2 separate regions of the Ovis aries genome follow, and region 2 is linked to region 1. Evidence: chromatin contacts called from public Hi-C data. All regions are on one chromosome and are shown on one strand. Each heading gives the region's core, a stretch centred on a gene start, on an enhancer-like site or on the middle of the called end of the contact. The rest is flanking DNA. Distances are from core to core; before and after follow the strand shown. Region 1 holds the start of PTPRF (protein tyrosine phosphatase receptor type F). Region 2 overlaps PTPRF (protein tyrosine phosphatase receptor type F).

Region 1 (6,405 bases), core at 1,955-4,454:
CCTCCTCTACACAGCAGTTAGTCCCATAGGAAGCATGGCAGCCCAGCTGAAAGTGCCTGGCCCAGAGTCTGGCACAGAGTCAGCAATCAATAAGAGGTTACTGAATTGCTCTGCATTCTCATGATGCAGCCTATTCCCCCAGGGACCATGAGCTTCTCAACGGCAGGGCCCTGGCTGCAAGCTTGGTCCAAGCACACAGCAGTATCAGTCACACCGGAAGCAATCGCCACTGCTGCTGATACACTGCCACACAGGGGATTCCCACGACAGCCTTCGCAACCAGCTATGGTTGGACGACCTCTTCCATTTTATAGGGAGTGAAACTGAGACTCAGGGAGAACGGGATCCCCAAGGTCTCAAACTGGAAAGTGGAGGGGCTGTAGCGTGTGTCACAGCCTCTGTAGGAAGCAGTCTGGGTCCTATCTCCTGCTAAGTGTACTGGACTTCCACAGTCAGGACTGACGAGAACAAGACTGGAGGGAGCACAGAGAGCAAAGGCCGGCATTTTGCTGCACATAAATATAATTCCCAAGGAAAGCAGCCAGGCTGCTCTTATTGCAACGCTCCCCCTCTCCCCGAAATCCCCTCCCCAAGTGCTTCACTAGCCTAAACCTCGCCTCCTCCCCTAGAAGCCGGGACAGCACACACACGCTCACTATGTGCACAAGGCTGACCAGAGGGGAGGCCAGGAGCTGCAGAAGGAAGGAGAGAAGAAGAAATTATATGAAAACTATTTTCTTTGTAAAGGGAGAAAAGAGGGAAGAGGAAGAGCAAGGAGAAAACAGAACTACAGAGATGTCTCCAATGACAAGGGGAAACTGAGCAAGCAAAAATGTATGAGAAAATGTGTGCACAAGAAAGCATGAGGCTGCACGTATACACACACCCTTCCTAGGCTGTGCACAGGGGAGCAGTGAGAGTGTAAGCAAGAACACAGGCTGGGACATGGGCGTGCAAACACAGCAGATTTTGGAGCTCTGGCTGTTGCGCAGGCCCAAGTGTGCAAATGAGAGGGCACTGGGGAGACAAGTGGATATGGAGTGGAGGTGGGGGTGGGAGGGTGAGCTGAGTGTAGAAACAGGGGGGTGTGAGTGTGTGGCCTGGGCTGGGGCTGCGGATGTTGGGGGGCTGTGCTTGGGGAGGCTCACCTACTCCTTCCTGAAGCCCTAGGCTCATTCATACCATCAGTGAAAAACTGGGATTTTCTTGCTCCCTGAAGCGAGAGTTAATAAGGAGCCAAACACAGAATTTCCTGAGATTTTTCTGACAGAACCTTGCTCTGGATCCCACTGGATGCCATATGCCTCTCAAAGGATCCCTCAGCAGATCTCCTGCCTTTTCGGTGGATCCTTCACCACTGAGGATCCCCCTGGAAGCACCAGCCCTGGATCTTTTTCCAGGCCTCTCACCCCAATGCACTCCTCTGGATTCTCTGCTCAGATCCCACACCAGGTCACTCTGGGAGCCCAAGGGGAGTCTTCATCACCAACACTTCCGCAGTCCAGACTCCCAGGCCTGCCCCCCCCCACCCCCGTCCGGGGCCCCCAGGGGAATCCAGAGGACCCTACCCCCCACTCCTGCCAGCAGCCTCCTTTCCATTTCACAGCTCAGACAGGTACCCGGCACCCACCCATCAACCAGTTCCAACTTGGGGGCCCTGCACTGGGGGGTGGGGGGTGTTGAAAAGAGGAGAAAAACTAGCCCCTCCCCCACCCTAGGGTGGAAGAACCAGAGGGGCAGCATTCCAGAGGAACGAGGAGGAGGTCTGGGTCTCTGCAAAGGGGCAGCAGAGATTCCAGTCCGTGGGAGACAGAGACACCAAGAGACCCGACAGAGACCCGGGAAGGGAGACCCAGAGATGGGGGAGGGAGCAGAGAGACCTGGGAGGAGAGAGCAGAAAGCCGGGAAGAGCACAGAGAGACCCAAGAGAAGGAACACAGAGACCCGGCAAGGAGCACAGAGAGCCGGGAGAAAGAGCACAGAGAGCCAGCGAGAGAGCAGGGGAGACCCGGAGGGAGTCGCAGACAGCAGAGAGACCCCGGGATTGCTTGGGGGGTGGAGTGGGTTGAAAGTGGGAGGCCGCGACACGGGGAGACAGAGATACAGAGGCTTTGAAGGGCGTAGAGAGACGGAAACACGGAGGGAAAAGGAGAAATAAGCCGAGACAGGATCGTGGGCACAGCGATGAGGACCGGGGCACACCAACACGGGACGGGACGCCGGGCGGCGACTGAGTGAACTTTCCGGAGCGGGTCCGAGTGGACACGTCCTCACGGGACAGGTCGTCCCAGGGCCTTTGGGTCACTGCACCCGGGGAGGGGCGGGTACAGCCCGGCCCAGCGCCTCCCCAGCCGGCGCCGGCGACTTGGGTGCGGGGGCTGGGGAGGTGGGGGTTTCCAAACTCGCGCCCCGCGCACCCCGGGACGGCACGTGCGCCCGGGCCGCGAGCAAGACGGGGGCGCGGCGGCTGCGGATCCCCCGCCGGCTGGGAGGGGGCGCCTGTGCGGCGGGGGCGGGGGCGCGGCCTGGACCCGCCCGGAGCTGGGGAGGCGGTGGGAGGCTGAGGGCCGCCCCCGGAGCGTGTCCGCGCCGGTGGTGGGGGCAGACGAGGTGGGACCCAGGAGGGGGAGCCCCAACGCAAAAGGGAAACTTTGCGCTGGGCGGGGGGGAGGGGGGCGGCGCGGGCTGCGGCTCAGGTGCGGCGGGAGGGAGGGGGCGAGGCGGAGAAAGGGGAAGGCGCCGAGGGGCGGCAAGGAGCTAGCCAGCCGGCGGCAGGGCGATGGGGGGGGGGGGTCCGTCTGCCGCGGGGTAACGCGGGGAGGAGCCGCCGGGCTTGGTGGGGGCGCTTAGCCGAGGCGGCGGGCGCGGCAGGTGGGGGCGCGGCCCGGCCTAAGCGGCGCCCCCAGCCCCCCGGGACCGCCCCCAGCTCCGCTCTGCGAACGCGGGGAGAGGGCGGGGGAGTGGAGAAGGGACCGATGCGGAGGGAACTGGAAGGGGGCCCGGGGGTCACTCACCGCCTATCCAGGGGCCGTCGGTCCGCATGTCCCCCCAAGCCTCTGGGGCCGCTGCTCCCGCTCCTCTTCTGCCGCCGCCGCCGCCGCCACCGGATCCCACTCCCGCCACCGCCACCCGAGCTGGAGCCGGAGCCGGAGCTGGAGCCGCCGCCTCTGCCGCCGCCGCCACCGATTCCGCCGCTCCCGCGCCAGCTCCAGCCGCGTGCCCGCGCCCACGCCCGCGCCCCTGCCCCTGCCGTGCGCGTCCCCGGCGCCGCCCCTCCCCTCGTGCACTCTCGCTCGTAGAGCTGCTGAGCCGCGTAGGCCCGAGGCCGCAACCCAACCCCGCGTGTAAACCGACCCGGACCCCAGTACAGAACCGGAACCCCCATAATAAGCATGGGCAGACCCAAACTTCCATACGAAGTCCGGATCCTACTAGAGGCTTCCAATCCAAATGTGAACCTGATATTACTCTAGGACCCCATTTTCTCTCCGTAGAGATCTGAACCTGCTATTGAGCCCAGACCCACCCCAACTCAACAGTAAGTCCAAACCCCCAAATCTGCCGTGAAGTTGGCTCGAGTAGTAATTTTAATCTGAACCCCTTTATTAAACTGAAATTCCAATTCTTAGGCTAAAATCCCTTTATCACCTCTTCTTTGATCGTGACCCCAGCATCAACCCTGGTCCTTAAATGGACCCCAGTACCAATGCTGAGCCCCAGTCCCTGTGTGAACCTTAAAATACGATAGCTACTTTGCTATGGTAGCTACCCAGCACTTTTTTGTGAACCCCAAGCCTTTCCATAAAACTCTAATACTGCAGTCCCAGACCCAGGTCAATACCAACACACTTTGTGAACTAGGATTGAGTCCCTGGAAAAGGACCCTAATACAAATACTGACCTCAGACCTTGTCCATTTGAGGGCCCATTTAAGACCCTAACTTGACTCACCTCTAGTGGTAATCTTGGAACCTAAGATTTATGAGACTGGCCTTGTAGAAGCTCCACACAAATCCACTGCAGCCCCATACTCACTCTCTACTCTTCTGACCCTATATCAACCCCAGCCTGAGGCTGGCCAGCACCCCAAAATCAGCAATGCCAACTGTGGACCTGAGTCAGGTCCTGAATTGGCCCTTAGTTCAGCACTTGATAGTGTCCTCCAAGCCTGATATAAACCTCAGTATTGAATTTCTGACTCCTCATATCAAACTTAAATGCTGACCCTATAAATCTCTGGCTAAACCAATAACTTACCAACAGATTTACTAGAGGTTCTAACTCATAGGAACTTGGTGAGCTCCAAACCAAGAGCCACACCTTGGCACCAAAGCCTCTGATCTCAGACCTACCGTGCAGTCCATATCACATCAGCCCTCTCCTCATGAAACTGCCACCCTCATGAAACATGGGGAGCCTACCTCGACTGCCTATGTCAGATGAGGACCCCTATGGGTTCTCTGATCTGTGGGGTCTCTGTGATATCTCTGTGAGTCTGGGGGTCAGGTGAGAGAGAAAGTCTGGAGATTGTTGAAGCACCTAGATTCTAGGAGCACAGTGTAATGTACAGGGCAGAGGTAGAGGTGAGGGGTCTGGGGCTGTGAGCTGAGTGGAGTTCTGGTTACCACCTAATTCACTTGCCTGCTTTTTGCCCAGGACTTGAATTTAGAAGCGGTGTGTGTGCGCCCCCTCGTGTGTGAGAAGGGGATGGGAGTGATTCTGGGCAAACAATCAGATCCAGATTCCAGATGACAAACGGATCAAAAATGAACATTCCTAGTCTGTGGTTTTTTATTCACTGATAATTTTGGTGTCCTGTGGAGGAGGTATTGCAAGTTTTGTGCATCTTTAGACATTTTGGCCTGTTTTTCAGAAGTGGAGTGAGTTTAGGCTTCGGGGGAGGGTTTCTTCTAAATTTAAAAAGGTATACTTTCTGGCCAGTGATGCCTGCTCCTTGCTGACTCCTGAAAACAGTTCTTCTTCTTGGCTTCAGTGGCCTATATTCCTTCCCTGATTGCCATTTCTCAGTCTCTTTTTTACCATCTCCTTTTCCTCCCAGGATCTGTCTACACTGTCCCTTCTTGCTTTCTGCCCATGGACTGTCTCCACCACCACCAACCAAATGCTGATGACTTCCAAATCTGTCTCCCTGGTATGGGTCTCCTGGACAAGAATACTGGAGTGGGTTGCCATTCCCTTCTCTAGGGGATCTTTCCAACCCAGGACTCAAACCCAGAGATCCTGCATTGCAGGCAGGTTCTTTATTGTCTGAGCCACCAGGGAAGCAATGTTCTGAGTGCGGGACCCGTATTTCCAAGAGTCTTCTCTAGACCACTCCCCAGTTGGTCAGGGAAACTGAATGCACTGTCTCTCCCACCCCGGATCTGCCAGCCCCCAGCAGTCCCATCTCAGGCAGCAGCACCTCATTCAATCAGTTGCTGGGCCAGAAACAGGGCATCTTCCCTCCTGCACCTTCATCTAATGCAACCTGTAAAATCTGAAATATAGAAAGGGGCTAGAGATCATCCCAAGGGAGGTGAGTGGGAGTGGGGGATGGAGAGAGAATGAGGGGGAGGGGGGGAGATGGGAAAGAGACAGAGATAGAGTGCTTTTGACTTTGGGGCTTCAGTTCACACAGAAATCTCTCACACATAGTCATAGAAAACACCTCTGAAGACTTACTCTGTGGGACTTCCCTGTAGTTTGGTGACTAGGACTTTGAACTCCCAATACAGGGGGCCTAGGTTCAAGCCCTGGGAACCTAGGGCTCTAGGTTCCTCTAGTCTGGGAACTAGATCCCACATGCCACAATTGAAGATCCCATGGGCCTAAACTGAAAAGATGCTGCATGCCGCAACTGAGACTCAGCACAGCCAAAGAAATTTAAAGAATATTTTAAAAAAAGATGTCAGTCAGTGGCTTCTCACACACACACACACACACACACACACACACACACACACACTATATATATATATATAGTGTATGTGTGTGTGTATGTATTTATGAAGACTCTATGTTGAGTGGGGTCAGTACCCTGGAAACAATGGTACCTATTTGGAGCCATCACTTCCTTCAGGGAGCCACCTCTAACCTCTTGCTGAGTTGGGTCTTGCCTGCCCAAACTCTAAATCCTGGATGTCACCACCATTAGTGTCTGTGTCTGTCCCCCCACCTTAAAGGTGGGGGTTCCTTGAGGACAGGGCAGGAGGAAGGAGCCTGCCTTGTCCCCTGCCACATCCCAGTGGCCAGTGCTGGGCCCTGATACACAAAAGCTGCTCAGTATATTTTTATTAAAGGAATGAAAAGAGAGATTTTCCCCTTCTGTGCTCAGGGGCCATCAGACATAAGTGACCAGGTGGGGAAGGCTCCCTGACCAAGCTGCAGACCTCTTCCACACTTGGG
Region 2 (6,405 bases), core at 2,873-5,372, 50 kb before region 1:
TGGGCCTGTCAGCCTGCTCAGGTCACAGCAGTGAGGATGCTAGTCTTTATCTTAAAAGCAGTCGGAAGCCACCGCAGGGTGTTTCTCCCTCCTATAACATGATGCTGCTCTGCTGAAAAGAGGGCCCACGCTGTAGAATGGGGGGTGTTACCAGAGGGGAGAGTGGAAGCACAGCACCCCGAGGAGTCTGGTCTACATGCGGCTGTCCCATTGGCTCCGGGCAGAGAGAACCCACCCGCCGTGGCTACTGTTCCCCATCCTTCTTTCTGGTAGGCTGGGAAAGCTGAGGGTCCAGTTCTATGGTTAGAGGGGTGTGTGGTGGATTCAGACCCCCAGGGTTCAAGTCCCTGCTCCATCATTTACTTCCTTGTGACTCTGTGCCTCACTTTCCTAACTTATAAAATGGGAACAACAAGAGAATCTATTTCCCAGGCACCACCTGAACAATATAACCTGTGCTTTCTAACCAGCACGGCATCTGCCTCACAGGGTCCCAGCACCTGTTAGCTCAAATGATTAAGCCAGTTTCTGACAGAAAACCCTCTGTCCACCACTGAGGGCCAGGAGGCCCCCCGGGGCTGGGCACCAGCAGGGTAACAACCCTCAGCCCCGCCCATCTCCCAGCAGTCATGCCCCCCTCCCCGCCCAGTCCAGGGAAGGCCACGGGCCACGGCCAGCACACCAAAGAGGCTCGCTCACCTTTCACGGTGACCTGGGCTGTGGCCTCGATCATGCCCAGGGAGGAGATGGCCACGCAGGTGTAGTTGGCGGAGCGCACCACGTTGCTGAGCTCCAGCACGTTGCGGCCGACCGGCATCTCGTCCTCCTTGGTGAGCTCTTCCGCCCCCATCATCCACTTCACGTAGGGCATGGGTGCGCCGACAGCAACGCACGTCAGGTTCACGCTGCCGCCTGGCATCACCTCCTGGCTGCTGGGAGGGATGGAGAAACGCGGAGCCACGCGGCGCACTGCGGGAGGAGGGAGAGAGGCGCTCACAGGCCGGGCAGGGCATGTGTGCGGGTGGAAGGGCAGGGGCCCCTCATCCAGGAAGCCCCTCTCGTCAGACCCAAGGTGTGGGGTCCCTGGGCCCCTGCTGAGCCCCACCCATCCTGCTTTGGGGCCAGAATAGCCCCCACTCTCAGGGACTGTCTGGAACACGAGAGATTCTGCAACCAAGCTCCTGTTTTACAGCCTAGGAAACTGAGGCCCAGGATCACAGGGGAATCTGTGCAAGGCCTGTAGGGGCCACATCCCAGGTTGCTCTCCAGTGCCTCTAGCTGCTCCCACCCCCGCCCCCACCGAGGAGGGTCTCCAGCGGGGCTAGCTGGGGCACTAGTGCGAGAGATCCAGGCACCCTAGGGTGGAGGGTCCTTAGAGCAGGACTGGGGCAGGGCATAGGGTCAGCCCGGAAGTGATGTGGCCACCTTCTCTGAGGCCAGTGCCTCCACCTCCAGGCCGTGATCCCCGGGGAAGAGATGAGGGCAGCAGCAGGACCACCGCCCAGGACCTCAGCCATGCTCAAGGCAGAGCCTGAGAACCCAAGAGGAGGGGCTGCCTCCAGGAGGGACTGAACAGGGGCCAGAGTTCTGGGCAGGCCAGGGACGTGGTCCGTGGGCAGGATGGGCATGACGATGGCAGTAACATGATGAGGGTGCCAAGCAGACGGCTTCCGGCACCAATGGACAGGGTCTCAAGGGGGAGGGTGGCTGTGCCTGGCCACAACCTCCAACCTTGGGCTCCCCGGGAAAGAAGCTGTTCTGTGCTTCTCAGTTCAAGGTGCAGCCTGGAGCCCCCACCCCGCCTGCCAAAGTCTCGAGCTTGGTAAAGACATTCGGAACATGCAGAAGGAGGGAAGGCAAGCAAAACCTAGCCATGGGCAGACATGCTTGGCATGCAGACAGGGCATGCAACTGGTGGGCAGAGGCTGGGGTGTGTCCTTCCTGGGCACTCCTACACGCAGGGCTGAAGAAGGCAGGCAGCGAGGCTAAGATTAGACCCAGAGGGGATCACTCAGGGTGCAGGTCTCTAAGGGTCCTTGCTGGGGAGCCCAGGCATGCAAAGGATCCATGGTGCTACATCGGGAACACCTCCACCACAGATGCCAGACTGCTGCTCGCTCAGCCCAAAAGCATGGAATCAGAGCTGGAAGTAACTGCAGACACCACCTGGTCCAACCTGTGATCTCACTACACAGAGGTCAAAGCTGCAACCCCAGACCAGACATCCAGCGAATCACCAGGTCCTGCTAACGCACCACCTAAAATAGCTTTCCAACACTCTCACTTCTTGCCAAGTCCACAGGTGAATGCCACCTCCAAAGTCCAAGCCATGGTCCTTCCCTGGATTGCTGTGCTGTGTTCTCCGTGGCCCCTCCTGCCCTGGCCATTCCCCGACCTGGTCACTGGCCCTCCACAAACAGCCGGCACAAATCCCGTATCTGTTCACGTTACCTGCCCTGTTAAAAACTCTCACACGGAGCTTTGAATGACTCCTCAGCCCTCGCTTTACTCAGCCTCGACTGTACCCACGCTGCCTCCCTCCGAAGCCTCCAGGCAGAGCCAAAGTACTGCCAGAGCCACGGCCAGCGCCAGGGGCCGAGTCTACCTCCCCTGGTGCCCCACGCTCGCTGGGGTGTCAGCATGCCTCCTCCCCATCTTCTTAGAAGAACCACCTCAGCCCCCATTTTTGGTTCATGGGCTATGCGACCCACATGTGGCTCAAGAGATAGAACCTTTGGCCTTTTGTGAAAACTATTAAGACACATGGCTTTTCTTCTCCGCTTTTGGTCTCTAACCTGGGGGGGTGGGAGGCGGGGGACCACCTTTCACAGTACTCGAAAGGACCTGCTTGAGAACAAAGGAGCTACTGAGGAGAGCAGAGGTGGAGACAGAGACAGACGAATGCCTGGCCAAATACTGTTTAAACACCTGGATCCAGCCCTGCCTGACGCCAATCTACTTCCATACTTTCAGTTTTGGAAGACAAGGGGTTCCGTGTTTGGCGTTAAGCTGATAGAAGCCGGGCATCTGCACTGGGTGCACCAGCACCGTTCAGGCAGAGCAGTGCGGTGTGGCAGGGGCAAAGGTGGGCCCCGGGGGGCATGGCTGGCAGGAGAAAGCCACAACAAAGAGCTTCCTTTGAGTACTCCCCACAAACAGCAAAAGGTGAGGCTGGGAGGCTGGGACATGGTGCAGGCACTCCCCGGGCTTTGGTGCTGAACCTGGGCACAGGTCATGAGGAGCGGCATGCCCACTGGCGGAGATGTGGCCTGGCTAAAGCAAAAAGGATCACTAACTGACCAACTCTCTCCATGCCTCTCCTCTCTACCAGTGGCTGCCCCATCTCCTCCTTGTTCACAGGCATCCAAATGGGTCTGGGGGGGAAGAGAACCAAGAGAATCACTCTCGGGCACCCCCTCTGGGCTGCAGGTTTCCACGCTGTGGATGCAGGCATCTCCCAGTTAAAGAGGTGAGAACCAACAGCTGATACTCAGGGACGTGTTTATAACACATACTGGGAGCAGGTCTGTGGGATGAGAAGCTAAGGCCCCTTTGAGCCCTGGCTCACAAGGTGAAAAGAGAGACCCGGGCGGCTCCATGAAGAAGCTTCTGGGTCTGTGGAGGCTGCCGGGAGAACACTCTCCAGTTGGCATGAGGATAGGCCTCAAGCCTGTGTCAGGGACACACCTGCCAGCTTGATGGTGGTCAGTGGCAGAATCTTGGGACCCAATTGGGTCCCTCGACATGAGAACAAAGAGCCCCAGGGGAAGGAAGTAGGTTGTTGGTGGATAAACCTTAGGTCTCAACCTAAGCTGTGAAGAAAACTGACCAGGCTTTACCTCAAACAGTCCCGGAAGACAAGGTCTTCTCGCCACTGCCAGGAAATAAGGGCCCTTGGGGAACTAACATTGAGAAGGGTTTGTTTTTATTTTTAATTTCCCCCCTTCCAGATGCAAGTGGAAGGGAGAACCCCAGGGGCTAAGGATGAGTGAGAGGTCAGAGGTGAGCTTTAGGATCACTCCTAGCACCAGGGCAGGGCCTCAAGCCCAGGGACTCCTGGACAGCACGCTCCAGCAGGGCACCTCCCTTCATAGGCCTGCTGGGCTTCAGCCAACACAAACAGCCTGGACAGGTTTCCCGCAGATCAGACTCATCCTCCCCATGGTGTAGGGGCTAGGACCACAGAGAGAAGGTGGGGGTCACAGAGGCAAGTGACCACCTCCTGGGATCCTGAGTATCTGTGGAGTCCTGAATTCTGGATGGTCACCCCCCTGTCCCAAGCGCAGGAGGGGTTGCTGCCTCCCTGCAGCAGTCTCACCGCCACTCGCCCTGCTGTCACTGACACGAGGCCTCCAGAAGGGGCAGGACTCGCCCTGGACTCGGGTCTATTGACAGCAGCAGCAGGGAAGGGAAAACCAGGGCCGGGGAAAAACGCACTTAGGGTCTAATCTTGAGCTCCAACAATGACGGTCTATTACTGTTCCCCGAGCATCCTTACTGCTGACATTTTATAGACAATTTCCAAAACAGGGCCTTGCCATTTCTGGATTATATTTCAGCTGTAACTTTTAAGTCTAATTATTTGAGCTGACAACCCCCTATAACAGGGCGGTGCGGCGCCTGGAGGCATCGGCATTCAGTGGAGTGACAGCCTAATCGCTGGGGGGAGGCAGCCCCGCGATCGGCATTCACGCGCGGAAATTTCTCTGATGAAAATAACACAACATTAAGGAGGGGATAAGGGGCAGGATCCACCGTATCAAGATAAAATAACTCTTTAATAAATAACCTTGTGGCTGCCGCAGAGCAGTAATTAAATGCCGGCGCACTTGGCACACAGTTTTAAGTAAAGCTGGAAAAATGTAAGATGTAATTATCAGCACCAAACAAATTACCAGCACGGCAAATCCCCCCTGGAATATTTAGAAACTCATTTCTGCCTTCCCATTAAATATTTGTGTACATGCCTATTTTTGGTGGAACCATGGAATGGTAAAAGGAGAAGGGACAAGGGACCAGGAGGGTGCGGGAGGGGGGACAGGGGGAGGCAGTGGCAGGCTGGGCTCTCTCTGCTGATGACCGTTTTCTGAACTCGCCCCAGTCAGATTTGCCCGGTCAGCGAAACGGTGTAACTGAAATGCCCTAGAGCTCAGGAGTGCATATGATCATGCTCAGGGCTGGTATCTGAGCCAAGGCTGCAGTCCTCCTCCCGACAGGCTCCTTCTCCTCGTGGAGGAAACCCAAGCCACAGAGAACGCACAGGACACCAGGTGGCCCGGGTCTGCTCCCTGGGGCTTCGCCCAGTGGACAGGAACGCCTCCTCTAACGGCTCAGACCAAGGGACACAGGAAGGACCGCTGCCTGTGTCCTTGCCCCTCGGCCCCTGCTGCTGGACCGAGGGCGGGGAGTAGGGGCCTGGCCCTGAGGGTGTGAGACTGCTCTGGAATGGGCTGCTGCGAGGTCTCCAGGAAGCCCTCCCCGACCCACGGCCGCGCTAGGGCTGCTGCGAGGCTCACACATGGCTCTAAGCAGCAGTTGACCGCTCGGTCAGATGTGAGCTCCTGGTCGAATGCCCAGCACCCAGTGTGGGGCTGAGGAAATGCCAGCTGTCTGGGAGAAGGTGGGAAGCTTGGACCAGGTGGGAAGGCCCTCATCTGGATCTAGCTGGAGAGGGAAGAGACCAGTCAATGGGATGCTTCCTCAGTGAGCCAAGGTGATGCCACCCACCCTGTGCCCCAGACACTAAGCTCGGTGGGCGCAGCATGGCTGCTGTCCATCCAGCTTCCGGGAGGTGCTCAAGGATAGTACTGACCCTGGAGGACGTTCACCCTGGGCTGCAGGATCTTGAGGGGTGAGCTCATTCTAGACTAGCCTTCCCCTTCATCTTCCCAAAGGTTTCAGCTGAGCTCTAGCAAATGTGGATTTTAAGCAGGGGCGGTGGGGGGAACTGTGGAGGGCCCCACAGGTGCACATAAAGCTCTACAGCTCTTACAGAGCCCACAACCACTTCTGAGCTCCACCTGGAGCAGACAGCTGGCCTGGCCTGGGCACAAAGGCAGGGCCCAGTCTTGTGCCATGCACCGTGCCCACCCAACCTCCCCAGCAGGGGAGCCCAGCTAAGGGGACATGCAGACACGTGGGGTGGTCAGGGACTCAAGCAGCAGAAACATGCAGGGCAGGGGGGCCTGCCCACCCACCCCTGGTCCTGCCCGCCTGCCAGCTCAAACAATGGGAGTGCAGAGCCTGACGGGCGGGCAGGCCTGACTGGGGCGAGCCTGAAGAGCTGACCGAGCCCGCTGGTCCCTACTGACGGGGGCATCCCGTCGATGGGCGAACTGTAGATGGATAAGAAGTGAAAAGGACCAACCTTCTCGCTGATCTGAGAGATGAGAGTTTGGGTTGATG

What was found. Hi-C and Micro-C count contacts between places; a contact is called where the count stands out from the background.
Region 2: a Hi-C map of liver shows a contact between it and region 1, with 2.4 times the contacts expected there. The contact joins the enhancer-like site here to the promoter of PTPRF in region 1. A contact is called at or near these places in 2 of 16 Hi-C or Micro-C datasets (hypothalamus and liver).

The regions. Positions count from the first base shown.
Region 1 is chr1:18,191,616-18,198,020 of ARS-UI_Ramb_v3.0, reverse strand. PTPRF (protein tyrosine phosphatase receptor type F) reads right to left here and starts at 3,204. Exons shown (of 34, transcript XM_042247044.1): 1 at 3,015-3,204.
Region 2 is chr1:18,242,883-18,249,287 of ARS-UI_Ramb_v3.0, reverse strand. PTPRF (protein tyrosine phosphatase receptor type F) reads right to left here. Exons shown (of 34, transcript XM_042247044.1): 9 at 700-969. Among named protein-coding and RNA genes, the nearest start is that of PTPRF, 51 kb to the right of the region's middle. Within about 2 kb of position 4,122, at least 2 of the 54 cell types and tissues checked have an H3K27ac peak or open chromatin away from gene starts, as enhancers often do. A contact at or near this core is called in liver, where this site is marked.